Linked DNA regions of Rattus norvegicus: all the other regions are linked to region 2. The links are chromatin contacts, called in public Hi-C maps. All regions are on one chromosome and are shown on one strand. The core of a region is the stretch at or near the end of the contact, and the rest is flanking DNA. Distances in the headings are between cores, read along the strand shown. Region 1 has its middle 69 kb from the start of 1700020N01Rikl. Region 2 holds the start of Sgk1 (serum/glucocorticoid regulated kinase 1). Region 3 has its middle 140 kb from the start of 1700020N01Rikl.

What was found. A called contact is a pair of places that touch in the nucleus more often than the background predicts.
Region 1: a Hi-C map of frontal cortex shows a contact between it and region 2, with 1.5 times the contacts expected there. The contact joins the enhancer-like site here to the promoter of Sgk1 in region 2. A contact is called at or near these places in 2 of 12 Hi-C or Micro-C datasets (Schwann cells and frontal cortex).
Region 3: a contact with region 2 is called in a Hi-C map of psoas muscle, with 4 times the contacts expected there. The contact joins the enhancer-like site here to the promoter of Sgk1 in region 2. A contact is called at or near these places in 2 of 12 Hi-C or Micro-C datasets (liver and psoas muscle).

Annotation. Positions count from the first base shown.
Region 1 is chr1:25,280,762-25,285,203 of GRCr8, forward strand. No RefSeq gene overlaps it. Among named protein-coding and RNA genes, the nearest start is that of 1700020N01Rikl, 69 kb to the left of the region's middle. Within about 2 kb of position 2,085, at least 10 of the 93 cell types and tissues checked have an H3K27ac peak or open chromatin away from gene starts, as enhancers often do.
Region 2 is chr1:24,802,248-24,806,599 of GRCr8, forward strand. It overlaps Sgk1 (serum/glucocorticoid regulated kinase 1), which reads right to left and starts at 2,584. Exons shown (of 12, transcript NM_019232.3): 1 at 2,449-2,584; 2 at 2,224-2,299; 3 at 1,763-1,838; 4 at 1,488-1,592; 5 at 1,305-1,388; 6 at 1,062-1,193; 7 at 679-791; 8 at 277-400. The coding sequence starts at 2,524.
Region 3 is chr1:25,076,667-25,080,788 of GRCr8, forward strand. No RefSeq gene overlaps it. Among named protein-coding and RNA genes, the nearest start is that of 1700020N01Rikl, 140 kb to the right of the region's middle. Within about 2 kb of position 2,530, at least 10 of the 93 cell types and tissues checked have an H3K27ac peak or open chromatin away from gene starts, as enhancers often do.

The sequences.
Region 1 (4,442 bases), core at 835-3,334, 480 kb after region 2:
GGGGGATGCTTGTGTTAGGTGCTTGAAACAGAGCTACACACGGGGTCAGGAAGACGGGAATAATGAGCTACCAGATCTGTTGGGAGGAGACAAGAGGTGGCCAGCGGTCTAGGGCTGTGAATTACTCCTCACTGGAACCAGTTTCACAGGCAGTAAGAACTTCTGAAGCTTTGAACACTGAAGCTCTAGGACAGCCTAGACTCAGTTCTCATTAATCACAATGCTGGACAGTGTCTAGAGACCAGGGTTAGATGACAAAGCTCAGAAATTGTCAAATTGTTTATACAACTTCTAATTCGATACTCCCCTCTCTTTACAGATGTTGTTAATTTTTAATTCCTCAGCTTATTTGGGTCTTAGAATTGATGTGTAAGATGTCCTCATTAATGGGGGAAACAGAAATAAAAACAAGAAACTCGAATGAATTCATTCTTAGCTGAATTCAGTGAATCAAGCTTTAAGAGCTCTTTGGTACAGGACCTTTCCTCAATTGAATAATATATAAATGCATCATTTATAAGACCAGTAATCTGTGCACCACATCCTGGAAAACTTTTAATAGAGTTTTTAACATGTTTTTCAGAAAAAGCAATAGTCAATTAAAGATGATCAGTTTCTCTGAAGCTTTAGGGAAAGTGAGTGGTTGGGCTGACTTTCAGGGCTCAAACAATGGAGGAAAACTCAGCAGATTACTCAGGTCCTAATTGTCAAACCCTTCCTGCTTGTCACGTTAATCCTGGGGTTTTGGATTTTTCCCTAGTGTAGCCCATTCTTCCAACATCAAGGAAGGACTACTCCAAGGGCAAACACAGATATGATGCGTGGAAATCCTGGTCATAGCAAGACCAGGTTAGACTCAGTGAAGCCATTTAAGTCTCAATGAAGATTTTTAAAATGTTCAATAACATATTCATACCAAGTGATCAGGAAGCAGACAAGTTTATCACAAGTCAGCTTTCACCCCATCTCTTCCCTCTGCTTTTGAGTTTGAGACAGGCTGCAAGACTTAAACTGAACTTCACATTGCGCACATTAACACCTGGGCTCGCCCACCCACGCCTGGGTTCAGTTCCACAGCAAGGTCATTGGACAGTGTATAAAACATGAATACAAGTCACAGCTCCTCAGACTCTAATGCCAGGACCTCTAATCACAGCAAATCCTATAACTCTGGGAGTTATAATCTCATTGGCTTCTGTCACTGCCTTCCCCAGATGGCCAGTAGGTGGGGAGCAGGAGACCCTCAACATCACAGGCTGAAAATGTTCTTGTTCTCAGTGACAAACAGCCTTAAGGGACAGTGTGACATCAAAAGCAGATGGGACTCAGAGTTTTAGTCATCGCTCATATTTTTCTACTTTTTGTTTTTCTTGTACAAGCAAAGACAACTGTGATATTTGAAGCAGATGTCAGCAGCCAGCAGAGGTCTCATATTCGGGGAAACGAAGGTCAGAGCACACAATCTAATGGGGATGCTATCAGCCCAGGGGCAGTGACGGAGATGGACATAACTATCATGGGGTTAGTTCTCATGGGTCGGGAATGACAGCACAGAACAAAGAAAATGGCTAATGTTTAGCCTTGAGGGCACACCTCCATTTCCTGGTTTCCTCATAAATAATAAGACTCCTGTGGTTGAATTCATTGGAGGGAAACTAAGAACATACTGGAAACAAGTTCTTGCAAGATTCCTCAGAACCTTTAGCAAATTTATCTGCAAATCTCTAAGGAGCAATTTCGTTGTCAGTCATGTTCCTGGCCTGGCTATTTTAGTGTTTAACTGTTAACCTACCTACTGCTGGATACTTTGTTACCTATTGTGGGATACTTTGTTACCTACTGTTGGATGCTTTCATTTGACTGTTTCTTTTTTACTATTAAAGAAATGTTATAACAGACACAGCTGTGCAGATTTGCATATTTCTGAGGATGCTTTTTTGATGAGCCCCTAAAATTAGAAATGCTAAACGAGAGTACATGCAGTTTTTTTTTTTTAAAGTAAGCTGGATATTCTTAGAGTGTGTCTTCAGAAAGACTGTGCTAAATTGCATCAGAAACAAGCACATTTAAGAAGGCAGCTTGATTCTGTCCCTGGAAACCTTGCTGTTTCCAGGCTCCACACTGCCCCACTGGAAGGAAGCTTAGTGCCTCGAGTCACTCTGCCTCTGCTGGCTTTGCTTCCTCTAGAGCCAGTTTTCTTTCTCCATTCCTTTTGGCTTTGCTTGGTCCATGTGATTTTCGCAAGTTTATTTCAGCATGTGAAATGTGTAAAGATTAAGAAAGAAGTTGTGTCTTTGTGACATGGGACTGTCTGTCCAAAAAATAAGATCTATCCGTTTGTATGCTTTTAAAACTGTTTGGTGAAAAATTACATCATATTTAGGCACATCATGCACACTTTTCTCTTACATTATTACCGAGTGTTTAATTCTTTCTCTCTAAAAATGGAATAATAAATATCGTAAAGAAAATTTAATTTATTTAATTATACATGTCTCTTGGTAGCATTTATTGATTAAATTCTGTATATGATCATATCACTTTCAAATAGTCACTGTTTCATTTCCTTGTTTCCAATTTTATAGATCTAATTAGTTTTGTTTATTTAAGCACATTGCTTTGGTTAATGTCTTCAGATTGATTCTACTGCCCAGTCTTAGTTACTCCTCAAATCCTGTGAACAGACACCATAACCAAGGTAGAAACTTATAAAAAAACATTTAACTGGGGGTTTGCTTACAGTTTCAGAGGATTAGTCATCATAATGTCAGCGAGCATGGTGGTAGGCAGGCATGGAGCTCGAGCATTAACTGAGAGATTACATCCTGACCTAGAGACAGGAAGTGGGGTAGCAGGGGTGGGGGTTTGATTGAGACTGGACCTGGTGTGTGGGCTTTTGAAGTCTAAAGCTCACCTCCAGTGACACAACTCCTCTTCAACAACGCCACACCTCCTAATCCTTTCCAAAAAGTTTTGCCAATTGGGGACCAAGCCCTCAAACAGATGAGTCTAAGAGGGCCATTTTCAGTCAAACCACTACACCTGTTAACCAGCCTCAGCCTGACATTGTTACAATGCATTGACAGACACCTTCTAGGTAGTATAATTCTGTTGCTCTCCTCTTCCACCAATGCCCCACGGCCTAAAGAGATTACTTATCATTTTGCCTTGGAGGACATAAAGCTCTGTTTCAGTTGTTTGGCCAAAGATTTTTTGCGGATTACATTTAAAGTTCACGGTTCCATAGAGAGCTCATGATTCCAGGGTGCCCAGCCTAACAATAAATATTTTTTTATGCCTTTTCTGAGGTATGTGACTTTTACTTAGCGGTAAAAAAATCTCTGCATGGAGCACTACAGCAGAGAACTGCTAGAGGATCAAGTGAGAAGTTATTTTCTGTGGTATTCTAAAATATGTAAGAATTATTCATATCTCTGCTTGAAAATAACAATGGAAATTGAATCCCAAGTTTGGTCTTCTCTACTGAAACAATTAATGTATGCCGTTGATACTTCATATGAGGCGTTTTAAGTCTTCTGGCCACAAAACTTTATGCCAGTTCTGCTTGAGACTCTAAGCTCAGGAAGAAAGACTGATGCCAGGATACAGGTTGAAGAAAGGAGTCACTTTGGGTACAGAAAAGATAGACATTCTAAAACTAAAACCCAGGCAATTTGGGGATGCGTTCCCATCTATAGAAAGAGAGCCATGACTGACTTCGATGTGGCCAGCTGTCCCACTCGGCCTTTGATGAAGAACGGCAATGGAAGCATCACCTAGGGCAGAGATTAGCTTGGGGAAATCTTTATTTATGAGTTACAAACTCAAGTCAGAGAAAATAAGAAACTTTGATTACAGCAATCCACATAATTCAGGGGAGAATTAAATAACTTATTTTGCCTTGGTTTCCATATGAACATGTATAGCTGGTCTGGTCTTTGTTACTTTGTGGGTTCACCTTTTTTTCCCACCCTTTGTCCTCAGTTTCACCCCTATCACTACATAGGAAAGAAAGAAGGACGGGGGACGGTTATCCCTGAATCAAATTTCTTTCTTCTTGCTTCTCTTTGAGCACAACTACTAACAAACTATAACCAATCCCCCTGAATGACCAACAGGCACTGACCTCCCTTCTCAGGGTCCTAGAATTTATAAACCCTCTGAAAAATTCCCAGAATTCCAAATGTCGCACAAACCAGGCCTCTGCTAGAGCACGAGGCAAATCATAGTCAGCTGCTGAGAAGTAGTCCCAGATCCCCACACCTGGGATTAAAATAAAAACACATTCTTATAAATATTTCTGTTTTTAAAAGATACCAAAATTCTAGAATTCGGACTACAAACAAGAGTGTCTTTGTCTGCAGGTTGGTCGCATGGAGGAGTATGGTATACCTTTGAGAAGTAGGGCCAAGTGTCGATCACGGAGCATGTCGATCACGGAG
Region 2 (4,352 bases), core at 1,334-3,833:
TCCCCTACGTGTATACTGATATATTTAGGGAGCAACTTGGTACCTAGTGGTACCACGAGGATGAATCTCTTATGTCATAAACAGCTAGTTGGGATAAACAGTAGCAGGAGGCCTTGGGAATACTCAGAGTGAACCAAACAAGTAGTATCTGACTTCACTGAGTTGTACTAAGGCATTGCTTGAGCGTTTATCCCTCTTTTTGAATTTAAAAGTGTTACTGCATGCGCACCTATCTCTTGGAAGGGTGTGGGTAGATGAGTCAGGAGGATGGCCTACCTCAGGCGTGCCACAGAAGGTGGACGTTGTCCCATTGTGCTCGATGTTCTCCTTGCAGAGCCCAAAGTCAGTGAGGACGATGTGTCCCTGTGAGTCTAGGAGAATATTCTCTGGTTTTAAGTCTCTGTGGGGGGAAAGGTGGTTACACAGGTTAATGTGACTTCATCACAAATCCTCCGTAAAGATTGCTAGGGGTATTAAGATTGTTAATCCACTCCCGTTCCATAGCCAATCACAGAAAGGAGCCTTTGTTAACATTGGGAGTCAAGACAACCCACAAGCTAAGGAAGCTTCAGAAGTAATCAAACCACACATATGCACATAATCACTCATTATTTTAGCCCCAGGGGCTCAAGCTGACCTCCCTCTTTCCCAGCAAGGCAATTCCAATCTTTGGCTCACCGATAAACGATGTTTAGGGAGTGCAGATAACCCAAGGCACTGGCTATTTCAGCTGCGTAGAAGCGAGCACGGGGTTCCAGGAAGCAGCGCTCCCTCTGGAGATGGTAGAACAGCTGCAAGAAACAAAGAAACCGAGGCTGAGTAAGTAGGGTCTTTTAATCAGGCCCTGACATAGAAGTCAGGAGGCAAAGCTTGTGGGAAGCAGCCTGAAATGATACTTCTTAACTATGAGTAAGTTGGTAAATTCATGGAAATGCTAATCCTCGTAATTTCTCTCCTTTGAGTATCTTACAAGCTCGTCTCAAACCCAACCAAGCAAGGCAAACAGGAGCACCTCCCCCTGGACCCCCCCCCCCCAATCAAGGTTTATATGATCAGCTTACCTCTCCGCCATTAATGTAGTCTAGGACGAAGTAGAGTTTGTCAGCAGTCTGGAAAGAGAAGTGAAGGCCCACCAGGAAAGGGTGCTTCACATTCTTCAACAGAACATTGCGCTCTGACATAATATGCTTCTCCTAGGAAGGAAGAGAAGAGATTCAGTGGGGCAAATTCAGATTTCAACAGGGTAGCAAACCACAGGGTAAAAAAAGTTCTTCACCAGGCCTGCCACCAGGTGTCACCCTTACCTCCTTCTTCTTCAAGATGGCTTTCTTCTGCAAAACTTTGACGGCATAGAATGCTTCTTCTGCCTTGTGCCTTGCTAGAAGAACCTGAAATGTCAACCAGGACAGTCATTTTTCCCATCCTCCTTGGGGAGAATATCAAAGTGAATGCATGCCTAGTTGCAAAGTTTTCAGGGTTGCACTTACCTTTCCAAAACTGCCTTTTCCGATCACTTTCAAGAAGTGGAAGTCAGAGGGTTTGGCGTGGGGATTTGAGGATGGACCCAGGTTGATTTGTTGAGAGGGACTTGGCTAGAAAACAAGGCGGTCATCCTTTAATACATAAGCTGCACACAGCCTTACTGTTAACACATAAAATACTTTATGAAATACGCCTTTCAAAGCCTCACAGTGACTCAGTACTTAAACATTTGACTGACCACTACATATAATTTCTCCTCCAGCAGACAAGATATACTTACAGGAGGTGAGGGGTTGGCGTTCATAAGTTCGGGCTCCTGAGGTTGGGAGATTTTCAAATAGGATTGAACTTCAGGGCTGGAGATTAAAGGGCTGTTTTAGAAACTTAATTCACCACCAGAGGGCACACATACATAAAAGTTCTATTTCTGACTCAACCGTTCGGTATTTAAACTGAAAACATCAGAATGAATTACTTCCAAAAACCCATAAGGAAAACAAACCAGTTAAATGCAAATTAAGGTTTGTTTGTTAAGGGGACATGGATTTTGGTTAAGCATTCTCAAGAATTAATCTTACTAATGTTTAAAATGTTTTAAATAAGCAAAATGCTCAATACCAGAAGAGATCTACCATGGAGGAAAGACTTCAGCTCCCCCACCCCCTCGCCACCGTGAACAAGTTTTAGCTGCTAGTAAATTTAAACGATTCTTTCAATTTTCCCCAATAACCCAAAACTTACTGTTTGCATGCATAGGAGTTGTTGGCAAGCTTCTGAATAAAATCGTTCAGGCCCATCCTTCTCTGTTTCATGAAAGCTGTAATTTAAAGAGAGAGAGAAAAGAAGGGGGTTAGGCAGTTCTGCAACGTCCGACGCCACACGCTAATCTGATCCTGAACCTTCAAAACCCCGGATCATTTCCACGGCGCCTCTCCTACACAAGTCTGGTGCTTTTCCAGCACTCACCGATGAGGATTGCTACCATTCCCCTCATTCTGGAGTAGGTGAGGGTACTTCGAGCAGCCTCGGTTTTGACGGTCATCGCCCCGATATTTGGAAAGTGTCCAAAGAGACTAAAGGAGCAGTGAGACCGGCTTAGCCAACAGTGAGCTCCGGCTCTGCGACCGACTTTATAAGCCCTGAGCCTCCAGGGGGCGGGGCAGGCGGGACCAGGAAGCCACTCGGGGCCCCGCCCACAACAAGGCCCCGCCCGCCGGCCCGCCCGGTCCCAGCCACCCAGCAAGCTGTAGACCGAGTTGCGGGAAGATGGGCGAGTTGCTGCCGTGTCCTGAGCGATTCGTGCCAGTCGCCCCAGGCAGAACCGAGGCTTCCACAGGCTGCGCGAGCAGGACCCTGCCGGGATGCACTCTGCCTCCGTCCGCCTGGGCCGGAGGAAGGAACCGGAGGGGTGGAGAGCCTCGGTGATTTTCCATTTCCTCTCCCGTGCTGCCCGAGTGGACACCGCAATGCACGGCTCACCGCTCACCTCTCCCCCCTCTCTCTCTCCTCCTCGGTGCCCTGTCCCCAGCCCAGCGCGCAGCCTCCAGGTTCCCCCGCTGTACTCCGCCCTGATCTCCGCGGACCCGGAGTCCGGGCGAGCCGGGCGGCAGCACTTACCCAGTCCGCTTAGCAGGACGGACTCGCTCCTTTTCTGCGCCTCCACTCGCTTTTTGTGGCGGGGCCGGAGCAGGGACTCGAGCCGAGCCCGAGCCAGCGCGCCCTGCATCTCGCCCATGGCCGCGAACCGAGGGGCGCTCAGCGGGCCACAGCGACCGGGCGAGCACTGACGTTTCCTTGAAGGAGCCGCCGTGACTCAGGCCGGCAAGATTTCCTGCCCCAGTCCCAAAACAAACAAATGGCCCTTGTGCACGGCCGAGTCGCTTCCGAAAACGCCTTTTTTGTGCTTTTGGCCAAAACCAAGCAAGACTGAAAAATCCCAGAACTTGGAAGAGGAGGAAGGAAGGCTAGAGCGGGGCGGGGGGGGGGGGGGGTCAGGAATGTGTAGGGGAGGGGGCGGAAATAAGTCTCTGCGCTACAAGAAAAAAAAAAGTACAATCTTCATTTCACTTTTTTTTCCAACTAATCTCCGAGAACATTCTGTCCTTTCCGCATAAATTTTGAGCCTTGCAAATTTTAATCCTAGCCATGCCAAGAACACGTGAGGAGGTGGCAAGTTAAGAGGGAGCAGGGGCTTTTCTCCGGGGCCGACCTGGAGTGACCCTTGCGCAGTCAATACCCTTGCCCTGATGCCTGCCCCTCTCTCAAAAGAAATCTGCAAGATTGCATTGCATTGTTTTAAACCTCGTCAGTTTTTCCTTTGGGCTACCTGATGGCTGATCCAGGTAGACTTAATTATATATTATTGCTTGGTTTTTTGCAAGTTCATATAACTGAAGCCCGTTAACTCTTTAGATATTAGTAAGAGACTCGTCTCAAAAAGCTGGTGACAGAGGGAAGTCGCAGGAGGCAGCCTGAGTTGGGCAGGAGTGAAATGTCTTGCAGTAACCCCGCCGCTGGGGGTTGCCTGTCGCTGCAGCTTCACCGCCAACGTGGGGACGCGCGCCAGCGCTGGCCAGGAAGCCTGGAGCACCGGGTCTGGGCCAGCGCCGGGAAGGCGGCTACTTGGGCCAGTACCTGGTGCTGGCAGTGCTGTCTGCGGTAACTGCCCTGCCATGACCCCTTGATGCGAAAGGCCTAGCATTTTAGAACTGACACACTACAAAATACCAGTTGTCGGGTTAGGGAAAGCATGCGAAGCGCTTTTCCCCTCGTCTTGGGCGAGTTTGTTTTGTAGCAGCGGCCACCTCCCATCACCTAACATGATCTCTAGGCTCAGCTGCTTCTTGATTTGCTCACTTTGGACAGCTAGA
Region 3 (4,122 bases), core at 1,280-3,779, 270 kb after region 2:
CGGTTTCCTAGGGATACAGAATCGAAATGGACTAAGTAGACATCCATCTGTGGTACTAAGCTTGGCTCTGGTCTAGGACTAGCAGAGTCTGGAACAAACAAAGCATTACATTAAATCTGGGAAGGATTCATAAAGAAGGAGCTCATTTTGATATTTCTAGCCTATAGACTGGCATATTCCAAGTTGCAAAGAATAATTACTATGGCTACTCTAAATATACCATACTGAGTTTCATAGCCCTGGGAACTGAAATCCATTTAGTCGTGGCCACCTATGGCTGCGTTCCCATGGTAGTTCCCATCTATAGTTATAATTGATTTCTCCCCTCCTCCCCCCTCCCAGGCACAGTCCTGTCCCAGAGTGGTATTTGACCTTATTTCACAGTCTTGCCGTCTGTAAATGATGCTGAGAAAAAGCAGCCAATCAGGAGGTTTGTTTTCTGTTCCCTGTTAAGTGTTCTATCAGACAGTGAAAGCAGTTTGAACTGGATGGGGTATTACACATCCCTTCTCTGGAGTCTACCCAGGGTTAATGGATACTCAGTTAGCTTGCAAGACTGCAAACTGATACCTGTGTGTACTAGCCAAAGTGACATCCTCTTTTTTTCCCTTGTGGTGCTATTCGTTTTTAGAATTGTAATATAATGCTAGGAGGAAACTCTGTGGCAATAATTTTCCTTTGTCTTTGGAAGAACATACAGTGTGTGTATGCTGATGGGAGTCTTTGTTTCTTTGTTACTTTGTTGTTTTAAGAAAACAAGGAGAAAACAACAGCAAAGATTAAAATGGGGGGATCTGTTTTTAATATCTATTTGTTTAATATTTATTTTCCTTTTGTAGCTTGCCATTATTTCACAGAGAACTACTCTTTTTTTCCTGCCTAGAAATCTATTGTCAGTGAAGAGTATGTTACCACTGTGGACAGAATTAATCTGCCAGGTGTGTCCTGGGTTTGGTTTAGATTTTTCATATTCCTTTTTCTGTAATTTCATGTAAAATACTTCCTTAAAGTAAGATACTTGCTATCTCCTTCCTGTCTCCGGAGAGGCTCAGCCAGAGTATGGCAAATGCAGAGGTGAATGCTCGTAGCCAACCAATGAACTGAGAACGGGGTCCTCATTGGAGGAGTTAGAGAAAGGATTGAAGGAGCTGAAGGGACTTGCGACCCCATAAGAACAGCAATACCAGCCAACCAGAGCTTCCAGGGACTAAACCACCATCCAAAGACTACACATGGACAGACCCATGGCTCCAGCTGCATATGTAACAGAGGATGGCCGTGTTGGGCACCAACGAGAGGAGAAGCCTTTGTTCCTGCCAAGGCTGGATCTCCCCCACACCCCGAGTAGGGGAATATCAGGGTGGGGCAGCGGGAAGAGGGGGCTGGTTGGGGAGGGGGAACACCCTCATAGAAGAAGGGGGAGGGAGGATGGGATAGGTGGCTTATGGACAGAAACTGGGAAAGGGAATAACATTTGAAGTATAAATAAAAAAATCCAATAATAATAATAATAATAGTAATAATAATAAAAGATACTTGCTATGTTTGAACTTTACCTAGGCCAGTTAATTACTTACCAACTATGACCGGGGCAATATTTGATACAAGAGTACCATCCATGCCCAATCAGTGTAGAAATGGGTTCCATTTTTGGTTGTGTCAATGTTACTCCCTCTGAATAACACTGGACAACTCCCAGGAGCAAAAGTGGTACAAGGCTGTGGAGAGGTGTCTTCTGATCGGAACTGACCAATAATAAAAACATAAATCAGGAAAGTAACTCTACCCTTTCTGATGACCTCCAGATGTCAGATTTTAAGGCCAGGTAAGTAACAAGCAACTTGCAAAAGACTGTCCTGCAGCAAAGACAATGACAGTAAAGCCCCTAATTTCTGGGAACCTTGTGGGTGCCAGGAGCACAGGACTCGGTTTTGAAATCCGAATCACATATTTGAGACAGCTAGTGTTCCCAACTTGAGCTTCTTGGCAGCCGTGCTAGCTGAGCGTGCACATAGCATTGGTGGATGGGAGCAAACAAGTTTAGGGCTAGCTGCACTCCTCACAGCTGCTGGTCAAGTGGCTGCTTCCAAGGTACATGACAGGGCAGTGCCAAGAGAGAGAGGGCACAGGCTGAGAGGGAGGAACCTGGGCCTTTCAGGGAGGTTTCTGGTGGGGGGGGGGGAGATAGATTTAATATACAGGAGTATTTTCCCTGAAGTCTTTCAGGGACAGAATGCCAGCAATAAAAGTCAGGCTTAGTTAGTGACTGTCAAGGTCAACTGGGATACAAAGCTTTGACAAGCATCTCTGCCCCATCATACCCCATCTCCCCCTGACCAGTCTACTTTGTACAACCACTGTCTTTAGAAAGAGACACTGTTCACCCAGAAAGGCAAAAACCATAACAAAACAGAAGCAAACAAACCAACAAGAAACCCAGCTCATAGGACACCCGGGAACACCTCTGCTTTAGTTCTGTCTGTCAAGTTCAAGAACGCTCTGACAGGAAACTATGTTCTGATTGGTGTTGCTATCCAGTCTTCGTCCAATAAGATCACAGCTTTCATTGACCACTTAGGTGCGAGTTCACAATCTGACAGTGCTTTGCGGCACACACTATTTAAAATGAATGCTTTTGTTGATGCACGTGTGAAAGGGTCAAGAATCAAAGCGTGAGAACAATTTGTGTGCTTTTCCATAGTATATCTGACCTATCTTCCATGTGTGGACATTTTTCAAAGGCATCTTAACCCAGTTTGCAATGCTGAGCACTTATTAGACTGGGCGCGGTCTTTGTCGCCATCTTTCCCGATCACTTAAAAGAAAATGCCTCTCATCGTTTGAAAGGAAAACCGGAACGCAGACTATGATTTCCCAAGCAGCCATATCTGTTTTTAGGCTACAAGTTCTGCTTGGCTGTCCAGGTCCACCATCCGGTCTTGTGCCGGGACGTTGGCGTTCCAGCAGCCAGTTCAAATCAGGGGCAAGAAGCATTGGAGCTGGGCTCTGCTCTGCCAAGCAGATAATCCCCTAATGGCCAGTCAGCGTTTCTATTCAGACTGACCTTCAGAGGCAGGAGGTGCTTGTGCAAAAATAACCTCAGAGATGCAGGAAGTCCTGCCCGGGCTATCATCCCGGTCTCCATCACCGACTGCAGTCCCCAGTTTCCTTTTGCAATGTGAGGCCTGCATATTCGTGACGCTTCAAAGTGATCTTTCCTTCTTAAAACATTCAGAGTTTAGGACAGAATTTGCATAATTCTATTAGAAGGCTTACACCTCGGCTTTGGAAAAAGAAATATTTGAGAAAATGCGATTTGCGGGGGAAGAGCAGTCTTATCTCTTGGTCCAGAAGGCGCTTCCTGGAACTAAGCTTGTTAACGTTAGGGTTGCCTGCTAAGTACCACAGACTGAAACCTGCTCGTTAGGAAGGGTTGATTTTTATCCTCACTCCCAGTCTGTGGTGGTTTGAGACTTAAGATCAGGAAGGATTTTCTGTTTCACCCTGTTGCAAACCGGAGTCCGGGTACAGTGGAGGCTGTGCAGCTATGTTTCTGTAGATTTTTACACCATGGATGTATTGGTTCCTCTCAACTGAGAGCAGTTTATTTTGGTGTCATTGCGGAACCTGAGGAGACTGTCCCCAGATGAAATAGATCTGAGGGCTTGTCATCATGTCTATTTTGATCAGATGACCTGCCTATCTTTCACAGGCCGAAGGCGAGTCTGGCACACCTTCAGGTTCTTCGGGGGTTCGTAACGAACCAGACACCTTCAGCTGTGTAAATGTTACCAAACCAACTGTAATTAAAAATCCCCCGTGGGTCACATGAGTTTCTGTTAATCGGTCTGCTGCTCCAGGAGCCAAGAACTTCATGTTCAGATGATGACAGGCTGGGAGAAAAGTGAGACTCTCTACCTCCGCTGAGACCCAAGAGCACACGGAACTACCCAGAACCGCAGCCTGACCTCTCTCGGGACTTCTGTCCCATCCGGAACCACCCTAACACCTGACTTCATTTTCACTCCCCAGTGACCTGAATGACACGAATACAAAAAAGGACAGTTTAATTTTTTGAAATAACAAATTTTCTAATTATTGTAATAGCAGAAATAGCTTTTC